3 separate regions of the Callithrix jacchus genome follow, and regions 1 and 2 are each linked to region 3. Evidence: chromatin contacts called from public Hi-C data. All regions are on one chromosome and are shown on one strand. Each heading gives the region's core, a stretch centred on a gene start, on an enhancer-like site or on the middle of the called end of the contact. The rest is flanking DNA. Distances are from core to core; before and after follow the strand shown. Region 1 overlaps ARHGAP26 (Rho GTPase activating protein 26). Region 2 overlaps ARHGAP26 (Rho GTPase activating protein 26). Region 3 overlaps ARHGAP26 (Rho GTPase activating protein 26).

Region 1 (3,674 bases), core at 157-2,656, 220 kb before region 3:
GAATTTGGCCCAGGGACTGTAGTTTATTAACACTTGGCTTAAAACAAGGTTAAGTTTTTATTGTTAGTCTAAATAGGATGGCATGAGGTTTTGACAGGGAGCATGAAAGTGTCACATGATGGGTTGCCATTTGCACAAATGCTGTTCACAACAACTGAGTTTGTAAAGGAGCTCACAGGCTTAAAGAGGTCAAGGGAGCACAGCTGAGAAATGGTGAAGTTCATACTCAAACCCAAGGCTGCCTGATCACCAGTGTCATTTTTTCCCCTGCGACACTTCATATGCTTGAAATCTTTGATCTGTTCTGCCATCCTGTCATATGTGGTCCACCCAGGGTGGGCGGAAGGAATTTCATCATCAGACTCCAACATCTAACCCCTCTACTTCTTTGTGGCTGCGGGGCCATCCCATATTCCTTCTTAGTCCACCACCTCATTAGAGCGCTCAGGTCCTCAAACACCTGTGCACAGTGCTGAGTACACAAGGGTCACGCATTTCACTGACTGGCTTCCCCAGCGTCAGACCCTTAGCATGGCCCACCACTCTCCCACAGGGATTTGGCAACACAGCATAATGGTTTATATGTTGTGTCTGTACATCCACTCCTCCTTCTTTAGGCCGTCATTCAGAGCGATTCCCTGATGGTATTTTATTCCGGTTTGCCTTGTTTTATGAGGACAAGATTGAGGACCAGGAGAGGAGATGGAGAGGGACGTCATTAGCATTGCTCTGCTTCCCATTGTTGTGCCTCTGATTGTACATTTCCTTCATCTCTGTGCCTTAGCTTCCCTTGATCTATAAAACAGAAAAGGAGATTTATGCTTGAAAACTGTAGGGAAAGCCTTGATGGGATCGCCTGGGCCACTATTTTTAAAAGGTTCTAAAGACTTTAGCCATTACCAAAAACCCACAGCCTCATGAAAGCACCAGAGGGCAGAAAAGAAGATTTTTTTTTTCTTGTGCTTCTAGTCACCTTTGGCCTTTTGCTGTTAGAACACCCACAGTTGAGAAGCAGGAGGAGGCAGCCACTGGTAACCAGGATCCTTTTGGGATCAGAGCCATCCAGAGGCTGCCAGGTCTCTACTGGTCGGCAGCTTATAAATAGAACATTTCCCCTTTTAAACCTGAGAAGGGTGGAAGGCATTAATGGGCACAGTGGCCTGGCCTCCTGTGCACTGGCCCACGAGGCAATCAGCTGAGTGCAGCATCCCCTCCAGCTTTCTATCCAGGCCTGCCAGGTTTGAACTGATAAAGGACAGACACTCTCCTCCCTCACCTGTGTTCCTTCCAACCCTCACTCCCCACATCCTTTTTCTTTCCCCTTTCTCCTCCCTCCTGTTCATGCAGTTTCCGTGGCCACCACTTTGATCTGAGCCATAGTCAGACAAGGTGGTATAATTCTGGCTCTCCCTAGATGCTGACTTTCTACACCTCACGTTTCGTTATGCGTTGCCTGCGCAACACAGCTGCTGTGGTGCATTGAGCTTGAATTATATTTAGTTGAGCTGTAACACCCCAGCTCTAGAATAGCCCTGGCTCGGAGGGCAGGGGGATGGAGAGAGTAAGAAGGGGCAGGAACAACTTGTTTTTGCAGAGATTTTATTATTTGGGTTCCCAGCTATTTTGTTTGATGAGACCCTGGCCCCCAAAGTTATGACTGCTGGTAATATTCCTTGAACTTGCCTGGATAATCAGAAGCCTTTCCGCTTGTCCTAAAAGACATTGAACAAATCCACCCTCTCTCTCAGCTAGCTTCAGACTGGCAGATGCAGCCTTTGCCATGGCCTAATATTCCCCTTTCCCTCAATGACGTAGGCTCTGTACTGGCAGCAGGCTGCAGCCTGAGCAGGTGTGAGCCATCCGTTGGCATCCCAGTTTGGGCCTCAGCCAAGTGACAGTGAGCAGGTCCCTGGCTACATCTTTAACCCCTAAAGTCCAGTGCAAGGGGTTGTAGAGACAGAGACTAAAAGACTTCCCCCGCTGTCACCGAGTACAGGCTTCTGGTTAATGTGGTTAATGTTTATTGAGTACATACTGTGTACTGGGCAACATGCTCACTGCTTGACATACATTATGTCATTTGACCCTCCTAAGAATCCTATGAGCTAGATACAGTTATTGACCTCATTTACAGATGTGAAAACTGAGACTTCATTCTGAGGACAAACTTGTGGTCACTCCCTGCACTGATCAGAGATGTCAGAGCCTGCAGCTCACATTCGGCGTGTAAGGTTTAGCAGAGGGTAGAGTAGTGATTCAAAGAGTTAACTCTGGAGTATTGCACACATGGTTTGAAATCCCAGCCCCATGAATTACTAAGTGTGATTTTGAGAAATTAATTTCTCCAGGCCTTAGTTTCTTTATCTGAAGGTGGGAATAGTTTTCGTAATTAAGTCTTTGGGGTTTTTTTGGAAGAATAAATGAGATTACAATGGATATCCTTTGCCCAGTGGTGCCTGGTATTTTCGGCAATTATTACATGTTGCCCTCTGCTCTTATTACCAATAATGTCATCATTATCCAAAACCAGAGCCCATTTATATAAAAGCATGTCACCGTACAATCTCTTTAAAGGTCCTCCAGCCATTGCCTTATTTGATTTTCACAACACCTGTGTCTTACAAGTATAAAAGGAATGGGTTGGAGAGGTGAAGTATACCCAGCTTACACAGCCAGTGTGTGGAGACACCGGGGATCAAATCTCAGGCCTTTGATTCGGAATGCCTTCTCTCTCCCTGCCCTTCACTGCCTCAGAGTTTGTTGTGACCAACAAATTGTTCTTAGAGCATTTCGAGGTAAGAGGATGGAAAGGGACCTGGATGGGCAGAGGCAGTTAGTTCTTTGAAACACTTCCACCTTCAGAAAACTGGTGATGATCTCTTTCAGTTGAGAAATCAGTGTAAAACCACCTCAAGGCAGAAGGGAATTGAGGCCACTGTGTAATTCATTCTCAGTATGTCCAGATCCCCATACAGGAAACAAATGGTCCTGATTAAGCTGGTGTTACTGCAGGGTGCATTAAGCCTTGCTCTCTCACTGCTATCCAGATTTGGAATTTTAAGGTGGACTAGGAGATTGCAGAAGTAGAAACCCACAAGGAAGTGCTCCTTCAGTCCCAGGCAGATGTATTGGTAGTCCTCAGCCTGCGCTGTGCAGGAACCACGTTCTGTCACCTTGGATGCCTGTCTCTTCCCAAGAATTGGAACACTCTTTTTTTTTTTTTTTTGAGATAGTCTCGCTCTGTCACCAGGCTAGAGTGCAGTAATGCAATCTTGGCTCACTGCAACTTCCGTGTCCTGGGTTCAAGTGATTCTCCTGCCTCAGCCTCCGAGTAGCTGAGATTACAGGCATGCGCCACCATGGCCAGCTAATTTGTGTATTTTTAGTAGAGAGGGGGTTTCACCATGTTGGCCAGGATGGTCTTGATCTCCTGACCTCATGATCTACCCACCTCCGCCTCCCAAAGCTCTGGGATTATAGGCATGAGCCACCACCCCCAGCCAGACTTAGAACACTCTTTAGAGCCTCCCTTGACTAAGGCTGAGAGCTGGTAGGTTTATTCCTATTCAGGCAAAGCCTTTTGTTTCTGTTCCTGCTATATATTTTACTTTACTCTCTGTCTCTTTCAGTTTATTTTTCTGTGTGTTTTCAAAAAACAATGAAAAATAAATAGA
Region 2 (3,847 bases), core at 1,180-3,679, 180 kb before region 3:
TAAGCATTTTTAAGACTTTGATACATATTGCCAAATTGCTTCTGAAAACAGTTGCATTTATCTCTCCTGCTGCCAGCAGGATACGAGAGGATCATTTTCACTCATTCTTACCAGCAAATAGATACTGGGATTTTTAAACATTTTCCTTATTTCATAGTTAAAAAATAATACTTATCGTTTTTGTTTTACTTTGCATTTCTCTATTACTAGCAAGATTGGATGCCTTTATGTGTGCTTATTTATTAGTTCCATTTTATGCTCTGCTTTATGTATTGTCTTTTCTTCATTATAGACCCCAAGACTGCTTCTGAGACGGAAACAGATATCTGTGCTGAATGGGAGATAAAGACCATCACTAGTGCTCTGAAGACCTACCTAAGGTAGGGACTTTCCATTTGCAAGGCAGAATGCCAGCTAGTTATCATGCAATCAGGAAGAAAGCAGTTTTATTTTCAGACTTCGGAGAGCTGTTGGGTGGGTGTTTGAGATGTTGAAACAGCTTCTGTGTGGGTGCGTTTAGCTCAGCTGGTCAAACCAATTGTAAATCATCCATAGTTGATGGGTTGCCTTTGTGCCGTGACACCATGAGTGATTTAGGAAACTTGGTTCTATATGAGAAGTACGGTGATAATTAGCTTTGAACAGAACCTAAAGTGGGATCTTCCCTGAAGTCCCTGAATAATCTATTAAGAACACAAGGAATCGTGGATTTCTGTTAAGAATGCATGATTGCATACCCCGTGTATTTTGATAGTTTCACACTTTACACAGTACATTGCTGACAATGGTTCTTAAAAATGAGACCTTAATAGAACTCCTTTTTGACTCTTTCCACCTGTATTGGACAATATTATCTCCCTGGAGAGACTATTTTCCTTGTATCATTTATATATGATATTATTGCACCCTCTCTACGCCTCCTATCATTTTTAAGGGTTGGGTTATTGACCAGCTGCCTGCATCTCAGTTTCATGAATAAACCAAAATACTTATACCGGACTTGAAGGACAGGAATACCATAGTTCTTCTTACAGAGAAAGGTGGGACCTAGTCTTCAAAAGAGAGGAGAATGGTAATCAGAAATTGCATAAGTCTTTGTGTGGGTTTTTTGAAGATGCAATTGGCTGAAAAGCAAAGGAGGGAGGCCACAGAAAAGGAATTGCTGATGTAGGTTTTATTGGCTGTGGGGTAATTGGAGTCAGGAGTAAGATACAATGTAAGTGTTAACTAAAACTGGGAGTCGAATTAAGGGACCCAGTGAGAAAAAAGTCTGAGCCAAGAATAATGTATAGTCTACTGCAAAGTTTCTTATTTGAACTATCAGAAAAAACCTCAAGTTTATAGTTAAACATACTCATACCCTAGCAGGTAAAATTTGCTCATATCATACCTAATGTTAGGGGTTCTAGCCCTTTAGCATTCTGGAGCAATACTCCATAGTGAATTCAGCACCAAAGCACCTACAAAAGTCTTTTATAGTGTTTCTAGATGAATTGAATCTAGCAACAAGCTGCTGGGAAGATGAGAGTTTGAGCACAAGTAATTGCAAATATGTAGTTAGTTGCCTGTTTCTCAGACATATCTTAAAACGCTGTTGTTAGGTGAGTCACTGACTGAAAAGGAAATCTCTTAGTTTGTGTTAGACTTTTGCATTAGCACTATTTTAGTGTTGACAGTGAAACATAGTTGTATCCATTCGTTTAAAAAAGAGAGAGAACAAAACTTGTGGGTGAAATCTCAGAGCCCCTGCCATAGGGAAACTAAATTAAGTTGTTATTGTTTCCTTGTGTTGGTTGTCTTTGAGAAATGTAATATAGTTTGCCAGTCTCTAGGCTGCTATTTAGAGAGAATATGATAATTTTTATTATTAAGCTGACTAGCCTATCTCCTTTTACTCCAGAATGCTTCCCGGACCACTCATGATGTACCAGTTTCAAAGAAGTTTCATCAAAGCAGCAAGTAAGACCTTTTTCGTCTCAGTTTTAAGAGGAGGAGAATAGATTTTTCTATTTCGAAGAAGAGTCAGTATCCCAAAATAAATATTACCTAATCTTTCATGTTCTGCATGTAAACTGGCCACATAACATGCTCATGAGATTATAACATGGAAGAAAAATGAAACCAAATAGGGATTGCTAAGGGCCTTTCAACCACATTGAATTTACAGTAGAGGAGAGAAACTTCAGAAGTCTTTTTTTTTTTCGGAGGGGAGGAGGATGTTGGAGGGATAGAGAAAAACAAGTTTGCCTTTCTAGTTTTGATTATTGGAGTTCTAACTTCTTAGGTTTTTTCCAGCCTTTGAGTAGCATTTTGCAGAATGAATCAGACATTGCACATTACCTAAATTGAGCATTGGAAATGTTTCCCTGAATATGACACCATTTATGTAACTTCACAGTCCTCTTTTCCATTATGTCTTCCATTTACAGCTTCTGATCATTCTTCAACTATATCATCCAGGTTCCCTAGCGTCATATTACTGGTATTAAAATACACAGGGATTAGGTCCAAGCTACTCTAAGTATACTAGAATCTCTGGCTACGTGGGTCAGGCCTCTACATAAAGGAGCAGAAAGATTTTCTATCAGATTTAAGTCCGGCATGAATCTTCACAGTATTATTATGTCAGTAACTTGTGCCACTCCCGGGTTCCTTTTAGCCTTTCGAATTTATTTACCCTGATAGCTACTACTGGCCTAATTTAGTAGGTACCTAATGTTCTGGTGTCCTTATCTACTCATAGGTGTCCACTTAAAACAGGAAAGAGAAAGCTGTGAGTGAAGATGGTGTTTATGTCATTTCTTTCTCGAGAAATTGCAAACCTATAGCAACCATTCTCTACTTAAACCTCACATCAGTCCTATAAATAGGTGTGATGAGTACCCTCAATCTCCTTGCCAGAGAAACAAAGCCACTTACCCAGGTTCAACCAAGAGAATGTGACAAGCCATGATTTAGGTTACAAGTTGGCAGAAAGACTTGAACATTTTATCTGCCATTACTTTCTCTCTAGCAGGCTGGTTGTCATACGTGATTGGAGGATACTGGACATTTCCTTTGATTTCTTTGATGCTGTCTTGAGGTGTTATTTTGATATTTGAAACCCTTGCAATGCTGTTCACGTAAGATTTGTTTATCATTTTACAAGTGCATAAAGTTCCTTACTTCCTTGAAATGAAGTCTTCCCTCAAGGGAGCCAGCTACTCTTGAGTTCGTTCTCAGGAGCGGCTCTGCGTTTGCAGTTGACTGGCTCCATTTCATCACGTCATCATCTTGGCTTGGATTTTTTGATGACAGTTCTTTTTGGCAACCCTGTTCCAGAAAGCACCATTAAAAGGACTTCCAGATCTAGTCATGCTGGCCACGCAGAGTGCACACAAGACAGGATCGTAAATCTTTCACAAATCCTTGGTCTGTTAGTCCCCATCCTTTGGTTTCCCTTGATTTTTCATCCTTAAAGTCGTTTGGCTGTGACGTTGGTAAAATATTACCTCCCTCCTTCCTTCACAGAACTAGAGAACCAGGAGTCTCGGGTCTCTGAAATCCACAGCCTTGTTCATCGGCTCCCAGAGAAAAATCGGCAGATGTTACAGCTGCTCATGAACCACTTGGCAAAGTAGGTTTAAGACCAATTACTAGCCCTTTTCTTATCCCTGAAAGTTCTTATCTTAGCAGTAAAGCTGGTCTCAGTTCTGCTTTTGTTTCTCTCTCCCACTATTGCATCAGGTATGCTGGAGGCTTAGGAAAGAAATGTGTGAAATGTTAATTGCAGTGGAGAACAGCAGCAAATGCCAGATGGCCTTCCCAGAGGAGGCTGGGAAAGTGCTCATGCAACCAGGCCACAAAC
Region 3 (3,607 bases), core at 46-2,545:
CATATGATTTTTTGTTTTTCTTCTCAGGTGTATTTCTTGGTACCCCCTAGATATCAGGACAGAAAGAGATGAGTCAATTGCTGTGCTCCTTACTTCTTTACTGCACGTCTTCTGAGGCTTTGGAAATGTAGATGAGTTCGCTTATTTTCAGATTTTGTGTGCATCTGTAGGTTCTTAAAAAACCAACTTCTTAGAATCTTTAGTTCTCAATGTGCTGCTGCTTTCCCTTTCCCTAAACATTTTAAACTCTTCCCTCTCACCTCCAATTCCCTATGATCCTAAAAGAAGAAGAAGACTCCAGAAGGGATGTAGATTGTGCCATCAGAGCTTTACAGGTGGTTTTAAATTTAACGGGTTTGCCATTGTGATTCACTACTCAGTTTATCAGCTCAAGGATTATACGGCTCTTTTCCAGGAATTCACCCAGGAGCAAGTGAGACACTACCATTGATTCAGGGAATAAGAATTAAGAATGGACAGGACCAAGTTAGAACCAAGAAGGCCATCAGGGAAAACTCTAGAAGAAAGAGAATATACTAATAGGTTAGTTATGTGGACCTGAGGACAAGAAGACATTGGGAAATGGGCCCTCAGGGAATGTGCCTCCAAGGAGAGACCAACATAATGCTTTTAACACATTTGATGGGGTTTTTTGTCTTTGTTTATTTGTTTTTTGAGATGGAGTCTTACTCTATGGCCTAGGCTGGGTTGCAGTGGTGTGATCTCAGCTCACTGCAGCCCCTACCTCCCAGGTTCAAGCGATCCTCCTGCCTCAGCCTCCCGAGTAGTTGGGACAATGGGCATGAGCCATCATGCCCAGATAGTTTTTTGTATTTTTAGTAGAGATGGGAATTCACTGCAGCCCCTACCTCCCAGGTTCAAGCGATCCTCCTGCCTCAGCCTCCCGAGTAGTTGGGACAATGGGCATGAGCCATCATGCCCAGATAGTTTTTTGTATTTTTAGTAGAGATGGGATTTCACTGCATTGGCCATGCTGATCTTGAACTCCTGACCTCAAGGGATCTGCCTGCCTCTGCCTCCCAAAGTGCTGGGATTCCAGGTGTGAGCCACTGCGGCCGACCACATGTGATGTTTGAAGTTGTCATCTGCCCCATCATAAACTTACCGGGAGCTCATGTGGAAGAACAGGAGGCCAAAATCCTTGCTTTGGGAGTGCCTCATGAAGCATTCCTGTAGACACTTGGCCCCAGCTTCACTGCTTGGAAGCATGTCTCTCCCTCCTGAGTTGGCTCTGATTTGAAACCGGGGGAAACAGAGCTGCTGCCAATGGATCTTTTAGGTAACTCCCTCCCCAGCTTCCCTGTGGCTATAACGGTGCCCATGACAGATGGCTGCTCTGTTTCCCTTTGCCCAGCCAGGCTCCCCTCCTTCCTATTAGCTACAAAACTGGATTATCTTCAGAATATGAGCCAAAGAGTAGGAAGGAACTTGAAGACGAAAAGATTTTACTCTCTCCCCTATCCACGCCCCCTACCTCTGACTCTCTGTGTGAATAGGAAACATTAGGGCAGATTAGTAGAATGAATTGGTTATCAGAGTGGAAAACCATGGCCCAGGATCCCTGAGCTTTCCCAGTAACCTCCAATTTCCTCTGTAAGGCCCAGGGATCACTTAGCCAGAGTCTGAATGTTTTAGGAGTATTAAGGTCAGCCTATCTTCCTTCAGGTTACTAGCAAAATTTCATAGCTAAAGAATGCCATACCAGGAGAAGATAGCTAGTTTCAAATCCCTGCCCCCAGGCAAGTAAAACCCTGACTTGCTCGAGACTGAAGATCTCTCCTGTTTTTCAAAATAAACATATATAGGGATGGACCGTGTGCAGTGTGGCCCGCCTCTGTGTCCTAGAATTGGAGCCAGTCTTAGGCTTAATGTCTTAAGTATTTCTACGGCCAATATGTGTTTTCTTATGTCAGACCAAACTGTCTTTTTGAACATTGGTTCATTTCCTCTCACCGAGTGCTTTTTGGACAGAGAGGCAAAGAGAAAGAATGAGCAATCAAGCATTGACAGACTGGCATTAGCAGGATGGAGCCATACTAGTGACAAGGACATTCCACGGCACTTGCCCAGAGCTGCAGAGTTGTGTGAGCAGTACCTGCAGCTCAAAGGGAAGGACTTCTACCCCCTGAGTTTCTATCGCCAGAAAATGGCAACTACTGTCTCACTAAAAGCCCTGTCTTGGCTACAGAGGCTCTGAAAGCATTCACAGTTGAGAGGGAGGGAGACAGAAACAAGAAGCCAAAGATAACCTGATCCCTGCCGGTCTGTTGGCACCTGTCATCCTCTGGCTTCTGCTCCAAAAGCAAGTCTGGATGACTGAGTTTTGTGGACATGACGCTCCCAGAGACAGCAGTGGCCACCATGGCATCCAGAGTTTGCCCAAGTACTGAATGTTTTATGAGCAATCCTATTCCACAGGTAGGTAGCCAGCACTGCAGAAACCAAACAGCCTCTTAGCTGACTTGAAAAGGAATGACCTAGGTGTTCTGTCAAGGAAGTTATCTATCATCTCTGGTAAACTTGACAATAATCACTTACCTCGACAACCCTGCCCCATATCCCTTTATAAAGTCAGCAGGATGTCCTTTCCCACATCCAGTGCTGGTATCTAAAAAATTTATCTTGTCTTGCTCAAATGTATTTGGCAGCAACACCAATCAGCTGGGTGCTGAACCACTTCTCTGTAATTGTAGCATCAAAATGACCACAGCGGCAGAGCAGTGATCTTGCACAGTCCCATAGCATGCCTGCGACAAGACTCCAACAAGTAATTAATGTTTTTTTCTCCTGCCACCTACAGCACCTGTCTATCTAACTAAAGAGCTTCCCAAGTAGAGGGAAAGGCCATAGAGAGAATCCAGGTGTCATTAGTTAGTCCTGCTGAAATGTGGTCTTCTGGTGGAAGCACCTGTATTCTTGGGAGGTAAAAATGCTGGGTTCAAAGTAACACCAGGACCAGAGAGAAAGAGAAAGGTGAACCATCCTAAGGAGCTTTGGTTACTTTTTTAGAAGGATAAATACTGTTCTGACTGGTGAGAAAAACTTCACAGCTATTATTTTTACAAAAGTTATGCCAGACATTACAAAGTAAACACGTCTCAAGGTAGAATGGTTTAGAGAGCAAAGGCTTAGCACAGTCCTGGACCCATGTATGGGTAGCAGTTAGATTATCTCAAAATTCGCTTTAGTATAGTCAGAACCAGAGTATTGATAAACAAAATGTCAGTTACCTGGAGAGGCTAAGACATTCTATACTATTCTACATCAACCATGTCTACAAACTTGTCCAGACACCTAAAAGCAACTTTCTTGGCTATCCAGATGCCAGAATCTGTCTTGTATCTGACAATGTACATCTGTTGATTCTAAAGTACCTCTCTCTCTCTCTCTCTCTCTGTGTGTGTGTGTGTGTGTGTGTGTGTGTGTGTGTGTGTGTACAGCACATATTTACATCTAGGAAGACACAGACACTCATAGAGACCCACGTGAGCTGGTACTTGCTGAGCCTTTACAGCCTTTAAGACTTGGAGGTTGAGAATTAGAGACACAAGACAGGCTGTTGATTGCCCATTAAAATGGTCAAAGA

What was found. Hi-C and Micro-C count contacts between places; a contact is called where the count stands out from the background.
Region 1: a Hi-C map of skeletal muscle shows a contact between it and region 3, with 4 times the contacts expected there. The contact joins two enhancer-like sites. A contact is called at or near these places in 2 of 3 Hi-C or Micro-C datasets (both in skeletal muscle).
Region 2: a contact with region 3 is called in a Hi-C map of skeletal muscle, with 3 times the contacts expected there. The contact joins two enhancer-like sites. A contact is called at or near these places in 2 of 3 Hi-C or Micro-C datasets (both in skeletal muscle).

Annotation. Positions count from the first base shown.
Region 1 is chr2:41,458,190-41,461,863 of calJac240_pri, forward strand. All of the region lies in intron 15 of ARHGAP26 (Rho GTPase activating protein 26), which reads left to right. Among named protein-coding and RNA genes, the nearest start is that of FGF1, 320 kb to the left of the region's middle. Within about 2 kb of position 1,407, at least 3 of the 16 cell types and tissues checked have an H3K27ac peak or open chromatin away from gene starts, as enhancers often do. A contact at or near this core is called in skeletal muscle, where this site is marked.
Region 2 is chr2:41,496,637-41,500,483 of calJac240_pri, forward strand. ARHGAP26 (Rho GTPase activating protein 26) reads left to right here. Exons shown (of 26, transcript XM_078362030.1): 18 at 293-380; 19 at 1,901-1,959; 20 at 3,511-3,616. Among named protein-coding and RNA genes, the nearest start is that of NR3C1, 350 kb to the right of the region's middle. Within about 2 kb of position 2,430, at least 3 of the 16 cell types and tissues checked have an H3K27ac peak or open chromatin away from gene starts, as enhancers often do. A contact at or near this core is called in skeletal muscle, where this site is marked.
Region 3 is chr2:41,673,791-41,677,397 of calJac240_pri, forward strand. ARHGAP26 (Rho GTPase activating protein 26) reads left to right here. Exons shown (of 26, transcript XM_078362030.1): 26 at 1-3,607. Among named protein-coding and RNA genes, the nearest start is that of NR3C1, 180 kb to the right of the region's middle. Within about 2 kb of position 1,296, at least 2 of the 16 cell types and tissues checked have an H3K27ac peak or open chromatin away from gene starts, as enhancers often do. A contact at or near this core is called in skeletal muscle, where this site is marked.